Regions from separate parts of the Mus musculus genome. Here all the other regions are linked to region 4. The links are chromatin contacts, called in public HiChIP or PLAC-seq and promoter capture Hi-C maps. All regions are on one chromosome and are shown on one strand. Each heading gives the region's core, a stretch centred on a gene start, on an enhancer-like site or on the middle of the called end of the contact. The rest is flanking DNA. Distances are from core to core; before and after follow the strand shown. Region 1 has its middle 64 kb from the start of Gm34784. Region 2 has its middle 97 kb from the start of Gm34784. Region 3 overlaps Nfia (nuclear factor I/A). Region 4 holds the start of Nfia (nuclear factor I/A). Region 5 has its middle 17 kb from the start of Gm34784.

Region 1 (2,722 bases), core at 54-2,553, 410 kb before region 4:
GGTTTAGTTATAGGAAACCTAAAGCACGAGCTAAAGTAAAGTCTCGTGTAATGAATCCCCATGCACCCATCAATCATGTAGCTTAAACAATTAGCAATTCATGGCCAGTCTTGGTTCATTTACACCCCTGTCTACTTGCTTTTCCTCCACCCTACATTATTTTGAAGCAAATCCCAGACCTCATATCATTTCATTCTAGAATATTTCATGCATGACAAAAAACTAAAAGCTACTTTTATGTGGATCTTCTGTTACAACCCAAACTAGTCACTAAATATTAATAACTTTTTCCTCATAAAATTTGAAAATGTAGAAATGCTGGAGGCAAAAATATAAAAATCACCTATAATTTGATTTTCTAGAAATAACTGCCTGGATTTAATGTTTATGCTTGGTTAAAGCTTGATTTTCCATGTGTTTGAAGAAGAGGCCGTTGGAAAGTGAGTGGGTCATGGGGCACAGTCTTTCTGAGTGGGATTAATGTTTCTATTGAAGGGACCCAAAGAGTTCTTGCCACTTCTGTCAGTGGAAGTGTCTTAGTCAGTGTTCCATTGCTGTGAAGAGCCATCACGACCATGGCAGCTCTCATAAAGGAAAGCATTTAGCTGGGGTATCGTAGGTTTAGTCCATTATCATCATGATGGGAAGCATGATGGCATGCATGCAGACATGGTACTGGAGAAGTAGTTGACAGTTCTACATCAACATCCACAGGTAACAGGAAGAAAGAGACACTGGGCTTTTCAAACCTCAAAGCCCACCTCCAGGGGCACACTTCCTCCAATAAGGCCATGTGTCCTAATCTCTCCTTAGTAGTGCCACAGCCTGATGACCAAGCATTCAAATCTATAAGCCTATGGGGGCTATTATTATTTAATCCACCACATGAGATTATACTGAGATGAGGGTCTATGAACCAGAAAATCTCCTTCATCAGATAACAAATCTGGCATCTTAATCTTCAATCCCCACTTCCCATGAAGTTCTTCTCATTCTCCTGGGAGGGCAGTTCACAGGCTCCACCTGCTTGAATCTGAGGTAATGGACTTGCAGTTCATTTCTCTTTCTAGGATTGTTTAAAACTTCCCAAAGCCTTTGAGGAGGCTGAAGTAGGACATGTGGGAAGAGGAGGATTTCCTAGGCCGACAGACATAGTAAGGATCTCCTTAGATCTGTGAGTGTAGAGACTGGAGATGGAAGCAGTGTTTTAAAAAAGGGACAAGGCCTCAGATGAGAAGACCAATGGTCCCATATAAATATGGCTTGGAATAGATATGTGGGCTGGCTCTGTGCCTCTGTACTTGTTCCAAGAACAGAGTAAACAGCCGTGAGACTTCTTCCATGCTTTGGGGTTATGGAAGACTCTGGATGTTTGTACTAATGTGAAAGTGAGGACATCCATAATGGGTGAAGCTAAACTTTTCACCTACCCAGTAAAAGTAGATTTGAGTTAGAAATGATGCGTGATATACAGAAACAAGAGAAATATAATATTGCTTTGAAATTTTAGACTGGGATCCATATTCACTACAGGATTTATTGAATTTGACAGTCACCCCAAATACTTTTGAAATAAAATTATGTACAAACAGAAGAAAGCTGTGACTGAGGATAAGCATGTGGGTTTCAGGGCAGTTGGGTCCATGTTCTCTAGAACTGGGTGCTGCTTCTGTCTGATTGGAACAGTCAGAGGTGTGCTTGCCCAGAGATAAAGGCTTTGGTTAACTTTCCTTAGTCATCAAAGTGACGTTTTGGCTACATTCCACCCTAGTGCTTTGTTATATTTCTCAGTGGGATCAGAACTTCTGTTTCAGAAGGGGTTGATGTTGTTGATCCTGCTCAGTTAAACCAAGACTGCATCCACAGGGCTCATCAGAGCATCTCTAGACAATGGAAACAGAAATCCAAGGACAGGGAAGGAGAGGTGATGGGGAAGCAGCTAACATATGTGAGATCTTTCAGCTCAGGGAAGGTCTGCGTGTGCCACGAGGTGGGCAAGGGCTGACGACAGAACAGACTGAAGGGAACAATTCTTGAAGGGACTTGATCCCAACCCCACTGCTAAGGGAAGATTCAGACAAAGTATTTAGTGAGCACCTGAAGGCTAATTGGTAGTAAGTGATCTCAAAGCAGGAGTTTTATAGGACTATTGGGGAAGATAGTCTAACACGCAGTAAGTCTATAGTCTAATACTGTTTAATGAAAGGTCAACTTTTCTTCCTTCTCCGGAAACCACACTTTCCTTAAGGGTTTCCACTGAAATTCTTTCCAATTTTACCCTTCTTATTTATTGATCCAGAAGCCTTGTGGAGAAGGTTAAAGACAGATATGTTTAAAAGAATTAAGGGAAGAGATCCTACTGACCCAATCAAATCTTAATGGGGGGTCAAAAGGCCTCCGGGATGCCAGGCTTTGAAGATGTCCACAAATCAGTTTAAAGGGAGAGAGGCGTGGAGGTGTCTCACTGTTCCTAGTAGACTCCACTTTCCTGAAGGGGCAGAAAAGCATGAGTTCAGCACAATTGGTATACTAGAGAAGTGTTTCCTAATGATATTTGTACACATTCTTGTTGCAGCGTGGTTAACAAGGGCCAGATCGGTTGTGGTTGAGTTATAACTTGCCATTTTGTGGGTTACATATTTGTAAATAGGCCAGCTTGTGGTCTTAATTGGGGTCACTGTGGGAGGGGTTTGGGGTGGTGCAACAAGGTCACTCAATTTCC
Region 2 (2,700 bases), core at 111-2,610, 450 kb before region 4:
AAATGGAAATGCATTTAATGAAGTCAGTTTGGCTTTTAGCTAATTCTGGCAGTTCCCTGTAATCATCTACTTATTTCCTATTTGTTCCTTAGTGCACTTAGCAACTGATTCTAAAATTTTGTCTTGAAAACAACAAAAACAAAAACAAACCAAAACAACAAAACAACCTTATGAATACGTAGTTTCTTCCAGCTGCCTGCTCCGGGGTGTTGCAATCTACTGTGGCTCCTTCTCAGGGAGGCTTTTTAGCAGCCTCAGCCGTGTGATGCTTGTGGATCCCCAGTGAAAGGAATCCTTCAGGCCCTACTTCAATCCTGTTTAACAATCTGTCCAGTCTTCTCGTGCCCCCCTGTCCAGGGAGAGATGGCGCAAGACACATTTACGACCTAGTTACGTAGCTTTAAACTTTCTAATAGCTTCAGTGAAGAATCAAAAGGGAATGAGGAAAAGTAGTAGTATTTTTTATTTAATATAACACCTCCAAACTATTATATTTTCAGAATATAATTATATAAAATGCCTAATGAGAGCCTTTGCACTCTAAATGCTTAATTAAAAAAAATCGAGCATATATTTTAAATTTTACTCTTTTTTGCTTGGTTTTGGTTTTTTGAGACAAGGTTTCATTGTGTAGTCCAGGCTATCCTCAGACTTTCAGCAAGCCCCCTGCCTCAGCCTCCTGAGTGTTGAGATTGCAGGTATAGTGTCATATCTGGCAACACTTTGGTCTTTAGTAGGTTCATTTTCAGTGCTCAAAAGCCACACAAGGCTGGCTTCTAGAATAGAATGGGTACAGATTCAAACCTTTTCAAGCTCTTGGCCCTACTACTATTATAATGCCTTCATTTACCTTGTACTTCCACCCCATTTTCATGTTTTCTCTCTCCTTTTCAGCATGAAGGTCTTGCTCTGAATACAGCTCTTGCGGAATAAGGGTGGAGTGGCATTGCTCTCTCTTTGTCTATTAATATTAACGAGGGGGACCTTTTACAGTTAAACGCCATAAAGAAAGCTCGTTAAGGGCAACAACATCCCCTAGCACACAACTCTCTCCAGAACTACAAAATAGGTATGGTACAGAGGCCTGGAAGCTAATTCCTTCCAGATGTTTGAAAAGCGAGCAAGACCAAAAGGTGGATACTGAAATTACTAAACACTTAATAAGGAGCTGATGGAACCAAGGCCCCAGGGTTGGCTCAGAAATAAGTGAAACACAGAGACCCTGTTTGTTCAGAGGAACTTCAAAGGCTCCTATAAACGCGCAGGAAAGGTGAGAGGGAAACCACTGCCGAGATCCAACATTCCTGCAAAGTCCAACTGGAGACTCGCCGGAGATGCTTCACTCCGTGCTGAGGAGGACGCAGGGGCAGGTCTGGTGAGCAGATGTCTGGCTTTTGTTTGCACTATTATTATGTACAGTGTGTGCATGCAAGATGCAGCCATTTCTCAAGCTGAGCCAAAGGGGACAAACCAATTAAACTCCCAGTTAATAAAACAAAGAAAATGCCGTTTCTGTACTAAATACCACTCTGCACTCAAACCATAAACCAGCTAATGGGACAGCAGATCCAAATAAATAATATTGGCCACATTCATTTTCAGTTTTCCTTCCGTTGCTCCCTTTAACAGTAGGACAAAACCAGAGGGTTTCCTAAGATTACAATTAAGAGGAAAAAGACCAGCTATTCAAGTGTGGTATCAGTTGAGAAAGACTCAGAGGTTTTCTCTTTGGTCATCCTTACCTGGAAGGAGAGCGGCCTACAGTATCCAAGCCTGTGTTTGCTTTTTTTTTTCTCTCCACTGCTAATCATTGTGACTTGCCAGGCACATGAAGGAAGGCCTCATTTTATAATCTTTCTTTGGGGACTCAGACAAAGAACAAAACATCAGCAGTCAGAAAGGAAGAAAAGAAATCAGATGTGGTCCATCATTTAAGTGAATCAGCTGCTACAGGTGAGGTGGAAGACTCTTTAAACTAGTTACCAATGGAGTTAAAAATGGGAAGCCCTACACTGTTAGGAGCAGAAGCAAAAAACCTGTTGTCTTTGGATCAGGTAGACTTAGTCTGGACTTCTAGCTCAGTGTTTAACTCAGTATATTGCTTAATGTATTAGATGTTTATTTTCATTGTTGTAATAATATACCTGACAGAAGAAACTTAACAGAGGAAAGATTTATATTGGCTCACAGGTTCAAACCTATCACACCAGAATTCACGATGGTGGGGTTGTGTCAGAATGGCTCACATATTGGTGGCCAGGATACAGAGACCTCAGTTAAAAACACATATAACCTTTAAGACCTACCCTTAAGGGATTCACTTATGTTATCTTGGCCATACTCCATGCTCATAACAGTGGATGTGGGAAGATCTATAACCTCCCCAAACTACATGGTCAGTGGATGGACTAAGTAGTCACACACATGAACCTGTGGAGGATAGTTCACATCAAACTCTAGCAATATTTTGACTTTTAACTTCCTCTTCTATAGACAGGGCATGGAAAAAAACCCATACCCACTTTCTAGGACTGTTGTGGGGACTGAATGAGAACGTGTATACAAAATGCTGATCTCCTGGAACCCAGTTTCTGGCCCAAGGTCAGGGATAACTAGCTATACCTGTATCAGCAGCCTATGTACTATGCTCACTTGCCTTCTGTAAGAAGACGTTGTGTGGGCATTCATGCCTCCAGCAGA
Region 3 (2,794 bases), core at 190-2,689, 280 kb before region 4:
CTTGTTGAAGATGAAGATTATTCATTACCTTAAGAGCCTTTTTAATGAAGCAAGCAATAAAAAATGTATTTGGTAGATTAGACCTGATTTAACCGACATTACATTTGACAAATTCTACTTTGCACATATGGATCCCCTTTCATGCTGAGCTCTCCATAGATAATAATTCATTGTTAAAGCTCTTATACTCCTTTCAAGGAAATTTCTAGGGACTAATTCAGGACTAGAGCTTTTTTTTTTTTTTTTCTGAAGTCCGTAGTAAATGATCACTTAATGAACCCATGCAATTTGGATGCTGTACTTTACAGTGGAAGGTTCAGGTTGCATTTTTCTCTGTTGCCCTTTCAAAGCCAAGGCAGCCACAGGCTGAGCAGGCAGGGATGTTGTGAGAGGCTGCTTCTCTCCATAAATCTGATAACAGAGTCAGACGACGACGACGACTCCTTTATACTTGAACCCTGATAATTATCATTTATACAAGATTACATTAGATAAAAAAAGCTTATGTGAGATGCATAATAATTTTTTTTCCAGGAATGCTTTTGTTCTTGAATTGGAAGGACGACAGCCAAGACCCGCCAGAGGCTAATGGCCGCACGTGAAGGACTGACAACACTCATCCCAAGTCAAGTCAGGGCAGAAAAGACTCCAGACAGGGATCCATATGGTTTTCCCTTCCCTCCTTTTGTAATTTAAATCTTTACGCTGCAGGAGCTCCTACACGGAAAAACCTAGACATGTCCACAGTTTTAGGGACTCTATCTTTCTGAATACCAAGAGTGATGCATAACATGGAAGAGAAGCCAAAGTTCAGTCTGTTCTCTCTGCCTTTCTCTCACCATCCCATTGGAATGATTGAGATGCCTACTGATATGGGGGCCTCCTTAGGATTACAGTATTTTTTTAACTAATAGCGTAAGGGTCTATGGTTTTGTGGACAATTGTTGAGCAATCCTCGTAGATCCTAGAGTAAAAATGCAGGCTGGAGCAGAAGCAGGACTCCAACCCAGGTCTTGCAGATAATTAGGCAGAACCATTGCTTTCAGGCCACTTGAATTCATTTAATAAAAATTCACAGGCTCGCGGGCAGTGGTGGCGCATGCCTTTAATCCCAGCACTAGGGAGGCAGAGGCAGGCGGATTTCTGAGTTCAAGGCCAGCCTGGTCTACAGAGTTAGTTCCAGGACAGCCAGGGCTACACAGAGAAACTCTGTCTTGAAAAAGAAAAAAAAAAAGAAAGAAAAAAAATTCACAGGCTTCCACTCTGGGTTGAAGAAACCAAGTTGGGATAACCTAGGTAAAGTTTTACCCTTAGTCATTCAACTGAGGACATCACAAACAATGACTGAAATCAGAATTTTCTAGACTCTTCACTTACTCTTCTACACAATCTTGTCTTGGTAGAGCAGATTCCTATCCACTTAGTCACACTCACTGTGATAGACTCAGAACGGAGCCTGACACTTGAGATATATTTGGTGATTGCACAATAAATGGCTGAGTAAAGGAGTTTAAAAATTAAGAAAAAACAAGCATAAAACTTTCCAAGGACAAAAATATGTTTTTGCCCCCTGATGAAGAGCCAGAGAGCATGGTGAAAAATTGGTTCTAAGTTAAGACTGCATAGAATGAGATACATGTTTAGAATCCATTATGGTATCTGAGTGAAAACTCAGAAGCTAAAGAGTTAAAAGCTCCTGGTTTGCTCTTCCCCTACAAATTGTGCTGCTGGATTTAAAGAATGAAAGGAATCTTTTTTTTTCTTTCTTCCAGCACAGATTCAGTTGTTTTCACTGGTAGCAAGAAACGCTGACCAGAGAGACCTGTTTCTGACAGAATCATTTCTAGTTAGCATTGTAGGTAGGTGGTATTTCTCAAACAAGAATAGGAATGCACTGAGCTGAACAAAATTTTAGACTCAACTGTTGCAGCACCTCAAACACAAAGGTGACCACTCCACTGTCCAGAGTCCCCTGAGAATGACCTTGAGGATCAAGTGGCTTTGCCTCATGGCCTCCCAGAAAGTGATAAATGGCTTTTAGATAAGAAATAGTGGTAGCCATCAAAGAGTATGCTGCCCAAGGAAAAACACAGGTTTGAGCAAAGAATAAGTAGATAAAAGTTAAAGAAACATGACAGAAGAAATAATTCACCCGTACCATGCGCTCTCTCCATTAGTTGTTAATAAATACCATTGAACTTATTTTATTAAAGATGTAAAAGAAAATGATTAGCAGTGTAAATTTAGACTTTCATTTTTTCCTCCAATTTTTTATTAGGTATTTACTTCATTTACATTTCAAATGCTATCCCGAAAGTCCCCTATACCCTCCCCCCTCTCCCCTGATCCCCTACCCACCCACTCTCACTTCTTGGCCCTGGTGTTTCCCCTGTACTGAGGCATATAAAGTTTGCAAGACCTAGGGGCCTCTCTTCCCAATGATGGCCGACTAGGCCATCTTCTGCTACATATGCACCTAGAGATACGAGCTCTGGAGGTACTGGTTAGTTCATATTGTTGTTCCACCTATAGGGTTGCAGACCCCTTCAGCTCCTTGGGTACTTTCTCTAGCTCCTCCATTGGGAGCCCTGTGTTCCATCCAATAGTTGACTGTGAGCATCCACTTCTGTGTTTGCCAGGCACTGGCATAGCCTCACATGAGACAGGATCCCTTCAGCAAAATCTTGCTGGCGTATGCAATAGTGTCTGCATTTGGTGGCTGATTATGGGATGGACCCCGGGTGGGGCAGTGTCTGGATGGTTCATCCTTTCGTCTCAGCTCCAAACTTTGTCT
Region 4 (2,700 bases), core at 86-2,585:
TATTCAAACGGGACCAGATCCGGAGCCGCAAAATAGCAGTGTTTCCTTGCTGCTGGTGCAGACTCGACCGGGAGGGATGGGCTGGGAGGCTCGGGCAGGAGGGGCAGGCGGAGGGGCACCAGGCCCCACGCCGCGAGTGGGGCTGCAGGGAAAGTTGCCGGGTCCTGCTGGCTGAGCCGCCCGGGGCTTGCCTAGGCGGCGGCGGCGGCGGGGCAGCCGACTCGGGCCCTGGCCGCCGCTCGCCCTCGAGCCGGAGTCCCACTCCGCCCGCAGCGGCCCAGCCCGGCCCGACCCGCGGCCTTGGCGGCTCTGTGGCCTCCGCGGCGTGGGCTCGCCAGACCCCGAAACTTTCGCCTGGGGGTCGCGGGCAGGAGGCAAGGACAGCAAGGTCCCGGGCCGGCGCGGGGAGTGCGTCTCCGCAGCCCACGGACTAAGGCTAGCACTGCCCGCCCGCCGCGTCCGAGGGGCGCTGCCCGGGCCGGCCCGCAAAGCTGGCACAAAACAAAAGTAAGAGTTCGGGGCGTCGGCGGGGGGCGCGGCGGCGCGGGAGGACCCCGGCAGCCAGGGCGCCCCGGGTGCAGCCGGCGTGCGGGGCTTGCGGGGCTCAGCCGCCCCTCCCTGGAGCGGAGGAATCGCGGGCACCGCGCTCCGCGCCGCAGCCGCCAGAGTCCAGATTGCAGCGTGTCAGGGGCTGCAGCCGCGGACACACGTGCGGGGCGCCCGCAAGCCCCGGCGGAGCTCCGCAGTCCGGCGCCCCGATATTAATTAACGCATTAATAAGAGGGCGCCATTAGCCATGTGCCCACACAAATGGCCGAGCAGGAGGAATGCACCCGCATGGAAACAAAGTTACTTTCTTAAAGCTGCAGCCCCCCCCCCCGCACACGCGCGCGCACACACAGAAACACGCGCAGACACGGCTCCCGCCGAGGCACACGGCCGCCCCGCGCCCCCGCAGCTGCTTACCTGGGTGAGACAGAGCGGAGAATACATAACTGCCGGGCGGCGGGGGGTGCGTGCACGTCTGTGTGCGGGCTGGAGGTGTGCGTGAGTGTGGGTGCGAGAGGGAGAGAGAGGAGGAGAGAGCTAGGAGGGGGGGAGGAATAAAAAATCAAGCCTGCTTCTTGCGTTCACATTTCCAACTCGGCTCAACTGCAGCAGCCAGCGCTCTTGCCGCTCCACGCGCTGAACTTTAACCCCGCCTAGAGTTTCCCTACACTCCACTATACTGTCTACTGTACGCGGGCGTTAAAGGCATAGCGCACCCTTTCCCGCTCCCGCGCCGGCCGGCCGGGTGCCCGCGAGCTGCCCGCGCGCCCGCCTGCGCCGCGTTCTGCACCGCACCGCACGGCCGCCGCCCGCTCGCGCCGCCGCCGCGGGGGTGTGGGGGTGGGGTGGGGTGGGGGTGGGGGGGCGGGGTGGGGGGGAGCCGGGTGGGGGAGGGGCGGCTGCGGCGCTGACACCGGTCCCCAGCCTGCAGGGCCGCCCGCCCGCCCGCCGCTCGCTCCGCGCTCGCTGCCTCCCGCGGCCCCCCGCCCCCCGCCCCGCTCGGCGCGGTCCCCGGGAACGCGGCGCGGAGCGGTTTTTTCAGCGTGTCCTCCGGGCGGCTATAGGCTGCCACAGGATGTGCTTAAGCAAACAAAACTACTTTTCCTCCTCCCCATCCCCCCACCCGCGCCGCAGCCCTCCGCGGACGTCGGGAGAGGATTGGGGCAACTTTGTCGGGGCGCCCCGCACCCCCGTGGGCCGCGGGTTGGGCTCCCTAGGAACCCCAGAGAAGGGCGCGCGTTACATTTGCATGTATGCAAATTTCTTGTAAAAAATCAGACCTTCTAGGTAACTTTTCCTCCCTTCCTCTGAAATGCGGTAAAGCTCAAAAGCATTGTAATCTCTCCTGCGAAGCTTTCTATGGGAATAGTATCGTCGGGAGAGGTAATATGCACAAAAGCCTGCTAACTTTTCAGCTACGACTCTATAGCAGTCAGAATCTGGGGGTGGGGGGGATAGGAAGATCACCCCAAAGATTCCCCAGATTGCGGGGGAGGAGGTGTCTGGAGAAAGCAAGGAGGAGAGTCATGAGCGAACGCTCTTCTCTCCCAGAACCCAGGAGCTGGTGGGTTTAAACACAAACGCCCAAAAAAGTTCTGTCACGTCAGAAACAACAGTGGTTTAGCTGGGACATTTTTCTGTATACTGAGAAGGAAAACTGTGAAAGGGTTGCCCCCTTAGGAAAGAGATATGTTTGTATCCCCAAATGGGAGCCCAGGACTAACATCTGAGTCCCTGTTCCCCAGACACACTCTTCAAGGGTGCGTCTTTGTGGATCCCAACTTTTCCCTTCCCCAGGTAATAGTTCTCAAGATGGAAAAGAGCTTCCTGCAATTATTTTAGGTTTGCTAAAGTATTGTTTTGGCAGAAGGGGGGGGGGTGGTTTTAGGGTTTGGCACATTGCCAACAAGCCTGCTCTTCCAGCTTTCTTTTTCTTCTGTCCTTCCCTCCTTCCTTCCCTCTTTCTTTTCTTTCTTTCTTTCTCTCTTTCTTTCTCTCTTTCTTTCTTTCTTTCTTTCTTTCTTCCTTAAAAAAAAAAAAACTCAACACTTTCTCTCTAGACTCTCTTTTCTTCTAGAGGGGGAAAAAGTATACCTGTCTCCTCCAAACTCTCATTTTCTCCTCCTCCTCTCCCTCCTGAAGTTTTGCAGC
Region 5 (2,740 bases), core at 189-2,688, 370 kb before region 4:
TATGTGTGTGAGGCTAGAGCCCAGCTCCTCATACATGTTCCGTGTGTGTGTGCGCGTGTGAGGCTAGAGCCCAGCTCCTCACACATGCTCTGAATGTGTTCTACCACTGAGCTACTTGCTGAGCCTCTCTTGTTCTTTGATGCTTTCTCCAAACATGAGTAAGAGCAATGTTTTTTTCCTTTTCACTCAGGAAAAACAAACCAACACCAACTCCATTAAAGATTCATCAGCCAAAGGTGGGCAGAAATAGAACAGTTCAGCCACTGTAACAGAAAGAGTTGCACTAAAGCCAATAAAACCAATGAAATTGGAAATGACCAGTGCTAGTTAGTCTGAAAAAGACCCATTAAAAACACTCACTAACTTCTTAAAATTCATAATTCTTAAAATTTATAATTAGCAGGGGCCTCAAATACTTCTAATATCTGTGAAATAAATAAAAACATGATAAAGATGAAGCATAAACTGCTAACACCCCAATCTACTTCTCAACAGTGGGGTGTTACTAAATCTCTAACACATGGCCTTCTGCCTCTGTAGAATACTTCTGTTTGTGAAAGCGTCACTATCTCACATGGTCCTTCTGGTTTTGTTTGTTTGGTTGGTTGCAGCCTTTGGAGGCATGCTCTCACTATAGAGTCCCAGCTACCTGGGAAGCTGTATATGTAGCCCAGGATGGCCTTGAACTGGCCATCCTCTTGCTTGGCCTGTCAAGTGATGAAATCACAGATGTGTACCTCTTTGACTGGTACAATTTTGGTTTTAAAATTACAATTAACCATAATTAATTAAAAATCAAAATATACCCAAGCAAAACCAGTAATATTGTGATACATACTATGTACATATATATATTTTTTATTACCTAAACTCTTAGTTGTTCCCTCTTAAATTATACAAATCTTCTGTTTTGACAAACAGCTTATGGTTTGTTTGTTTCTTTGTTTGTTTTTCTGCTGGATGAGAGAATGGTCAAGCAGAATGAAGAAGGTCTGTTGTACTTTGAGGGGTGGTGGGAAATGGAACACCTAGAGTTGCCCTTGGGAACAAAGGGCAACTCTAACAAATGGTTTGTCATATTCTCTTAATTGGCACCTTCATAACTCTAGGGGAAATGTGCAGGAGTGGATGTTACAGGCTCTGGACTAAGGCCAGAGGGACAGACTTATGGACTAGGACTAGGTTGAAGGCATGGCCATTTACAGACCATGTGGCTACCTAAGAGCAGCTGGGAGCAGGAACCACTGTTTGTTCAGTTGCTTGACAGAAACCTGGACCCTGTGGTGCCAACATTAACCAGAGTTGAGACGTCATAAATTCCTTGATATGGAGAAAGGGAAAGAATCCAAAGACTCTGTGAGATAGGAATGCTGGAGCAGATTTATCATGTGTGACTTTCCTTCTCCCTCCCTAACTTTGTCTCCTGGGAGAGAGCAAAGGACACTCCTCTGGCCACAGTCTGGAGAAATACCTTCCCAAGGGGAATGCAGCAACTGCTGTCTACAGCCTTGAGGGAATGGGGAAAGATTAGATTGACACAGGCTCCCTGGATACAGTGGAATTTGGATGGCCCAGAGTCTTAGGCAGACATGAGAACTCTTCAACAGCAGAAGGGGAGACTAAAGGGAACTTTTTGTTGTTGTTCCTTCCCGGGTAAACATTGCTTTAATCTAGGCAATGGGATTTTTCCAGGTTCATTTTCCCAGATTCAATTCTGAATCTTGTTGAGCAAGTAAACAAAGATGCCAGAAGCAGGGTTTTTATCGGATACCTTGGGATAAGAACCCATCAACTCAACCCTACTCCATTTAACTTTCCATAGCTTTCAAAGCTAACTTGCCCTCAGATATCATGACCTCCCCACTTGTGATCTAGAACCTAAACATGTTGCCCTTGATTTAGATCCCCCTTAACTGGCCCAAATATCCCCTCCTTGAGAAATTCCTAGGTGTTGTTTACCCAAGGTGTTCACTCAACCCTGACGGGACAACTCCACACAATCTTCAGGTTTCAGGAGAAACAGCTCTGTCTTGTTGGACCTTTCCTCCTATAGTCTATGTCTGTTCTCTTGTAATACAGTGTTAGTTACGTCTGAGTTTGGATGCTTTCTGTGTGCTTTTACTTCTATAGCCTTTCAAAGGAGAGAGGAGTAGCTTTGCTCCCTGTATCTGCTCAGAAATTGCTATGTATACAGAGTTCTGACCGTGGTCCTTCTCTTCTGTAATGAGAGTGTCTTTACGTCTTAATAAATATAAATCTATAGAGACATTTTTTAATGATACCATAGTACTCTGCAATAAGGATTATGGCAATAATAATAATAGCAGTCTCCTTTTGAACATTCCTCCCTGTCAAGCTATCTCATACAAGCTGCATGCACACGATCTGCTTAATGGCTTATAGACTTTATATCCTACATTACAAATGTGGTGTTGGAAGCATAGATAATGAAGTCACCCTTTTCAGAATCTCATGGCCAGCATCCTGTGTCATCAGGACCTGGACCCAAGCATTCTCCCCCAAGATCCTATGGTAAACGTTCTTATATTTAACCAGTATTCTTGCTGATGTACATTAGGTTGGATGTAAATTTGAGCAACTCTGAACACCGGAATTCACCCCTCATGTTCATGCAATTATTCAATACTGTCTGAAAATATTTAGGGTTTTATTTTTTCTGCTAGATTGAATATCTTCTACCAGCAGTACGAGAATCTTCTTGCTCACATCTTTGTATTTT

Evidence for each region. Promoter capture Hi-C pulls out the DNA fragments that hold promoters and counts their contacts. HiChIP or PLAC-seq counts read pairs in DNA pulled down with a chosen protein or histone mark.
Region 1: a contact with region 4 is called in a promoter capture Hi-C map of hematopoietic stem and progenitor cells. The contact joins the enhancer-like site here to the promoter of Nfia in region 4. A contact is called at or near these places in 6 of 39 promoter capture datasets (the 3T3-L1 cell line, the C10 cell line, hematopoietic stem and progenitor cells and 3 more), 1 of 15 datasets of contacts at CTCF or cohesin (the NIH/3T3 cell line), 2 of 484 Hi-C or Micro-C datasets (bone marrow-derived macrophages and pre-megakaryocyte-erythroid progenitors), 14 of 115 datasets of contacts at active chromatin or transcription factors (bone marrow-derived macrophages, cardiomyocytes, craniofacial prominence and 10 more) and 1 of 9 other capture datasets (liver).
Region 2: a contact with region 4 is called in an H3K4me3 HiChIP or PLAC-seq map of embryonic limb bud, with 6 times the contacts expected there. The contact joins the enhancer-like site here to the promoter of Nfia in region 4. A contact is called at or near these places in 6 of 39 promoter capture datasets (the C10 cell line, cranial neural crest, frontonasal cranial neural crest and 3 more), 1 of 15 datasets of contacts at CTCF or cohesin (large pre-B cells), 2 of 484 Hi-C or Micro-C datasets (embryonic stem cells and uterus), 12 of 115 datasets of contacts at active chromatin or transcription factors (bone marrow-derived macrophages, craniofacial prominence, embryonic basal ganglia and 8 more) and 1 of 9 other capture datasets (embryonic stem cells).
Region 3: a contact with region 4 is called in a CTCF HiChIP or PLAC-seq map of the NIH/3T3 cell line, with 11 read pairs. The contact joins the enhancer-like site here to the promoter of Nfia in region 4. A contact is called at or near these places in 4 of 39 promoter capture datasets (the 3T3-L1 cell line, the C10 cell line, liver and 1 more), 1 of 15 datasets of contacts at CTCF or cohesin (the NIH/3T3 cell line), 6 of 484 Hi-C or Micro-C datasets (cerebellar granule neurons, granulocyte-monocyte progenitors, group 2 innate lymphoid cells and 3 more), 20 of 115 datasets of contacts at active chromatin or transcription factors (acute myeloid leukemia, bone marrow-derived dendritic cells, bone marrow-derived macrophages and 16 more) and 2 of 9 other capture datasets (adipose tissue and liver).
Region 5: a contact with region 4 is called in an H3K27ac HiChIP or PLAC-seq map of heart atrium, with 11 read pairs. The contact joins the enhancer-like site here to the promoter of Nfia in region 4. A contact is called at or near these places in 1 of 39 promoter capture datasets (the C10 cell line) and 7 of 115 datasets of contacts at active chromatin or transcription factors (bone marrow-derived macrophages, embryonic hindbrain, embryonic limb bud and 4 more).

Annotation. Positions count from the first base shown.
Region 1 is chr4:98,189,117-98,191,838 of GRCm38.p6, reverse strand. It overlaps the pseudogene Gm12691. Among named protein-coding and RNA genes, the nearest start is that of Gm34784, 64 kb to the right of the region's middle. Within about 2 kb of position 1,303, at least 31 of the 459 cell types and tissues checked have an H3K27ac peak or open chromatin away from gene starts, as enhancers often do. A contact at or near this core is called in hematopoietic stem and progenitor cells and pre-megakaryocyte-erythroid progenitors, where this site is marked.
Region 2 is chr4:98,222,156-98,224,855 of GRCm38.p6, reverse strand. It overlaps the pseudogene Gm12691. Among named protein-coding and RNA genes, the nearest start is that of Gm34784, 97 kb to the right of the region's middle. Within about 2 kb of position 1,360, at least 23 of the 459 cell types and tissues checked have an H3K27ac peak or open chromatin away from gene starts, as enhancers often do. A contact at or near this core is called in craniofacial prominence, embryonic limb bud and second pharyngeal arch cranial neural crest, where this site is marked.
Region 3 is chr4:98,059,951-98,062,744 of GRCm38.p6, reverse strand. The region is part of intron 7 of Nfia (nuclear factor I/A); the gene reads right to left. Among named protein-coding and RNA genes, the nearest start is that of Gm34218, 38 kb to the right of the region's middle. Within about 2 kb of position 1,439, at least 29 of the 459 cell types and tissues checked have an H3K27ac peak or open chromatin away from gene starts, as enhancers often do. A contact at or near this core is called in the NIH/3T3 cell line and adipose tissue, where this site is marked.
Region 4 is chr4:97,776,261-97,778,960 of GRCm38.p6, reverse strand. Nfia (nuclear factor I/A) reads right to left here and starts at 1,335. Exons shown (of 11, transcript NM_010905.3): 1 at 967-1,335. The coding sequence starts at 993. Gm38709 (a long non-coding RNA gene) reads left to right here and starts at 1,538. Exons shown (of 5, transcript XR_003955232.1): 1 at 1,538-1,932.
Region 5 is chr4:98,141,754-98,144,493 of GRCm38.p6, reverse strand. No RefSeq gene overlaps it. Among named protein-coding and RNA genes, the nearest start is that of Gm34784, 17 kb to the right of the region's middle. Within about 2 kb of position 1,438, at least 17 of the 459 cell types and tissues checked have an H3K27ac peak or open chromatin away from gene starts, as enhancers often do. A contact at or near this core is called in heart atrium, where this site is marked.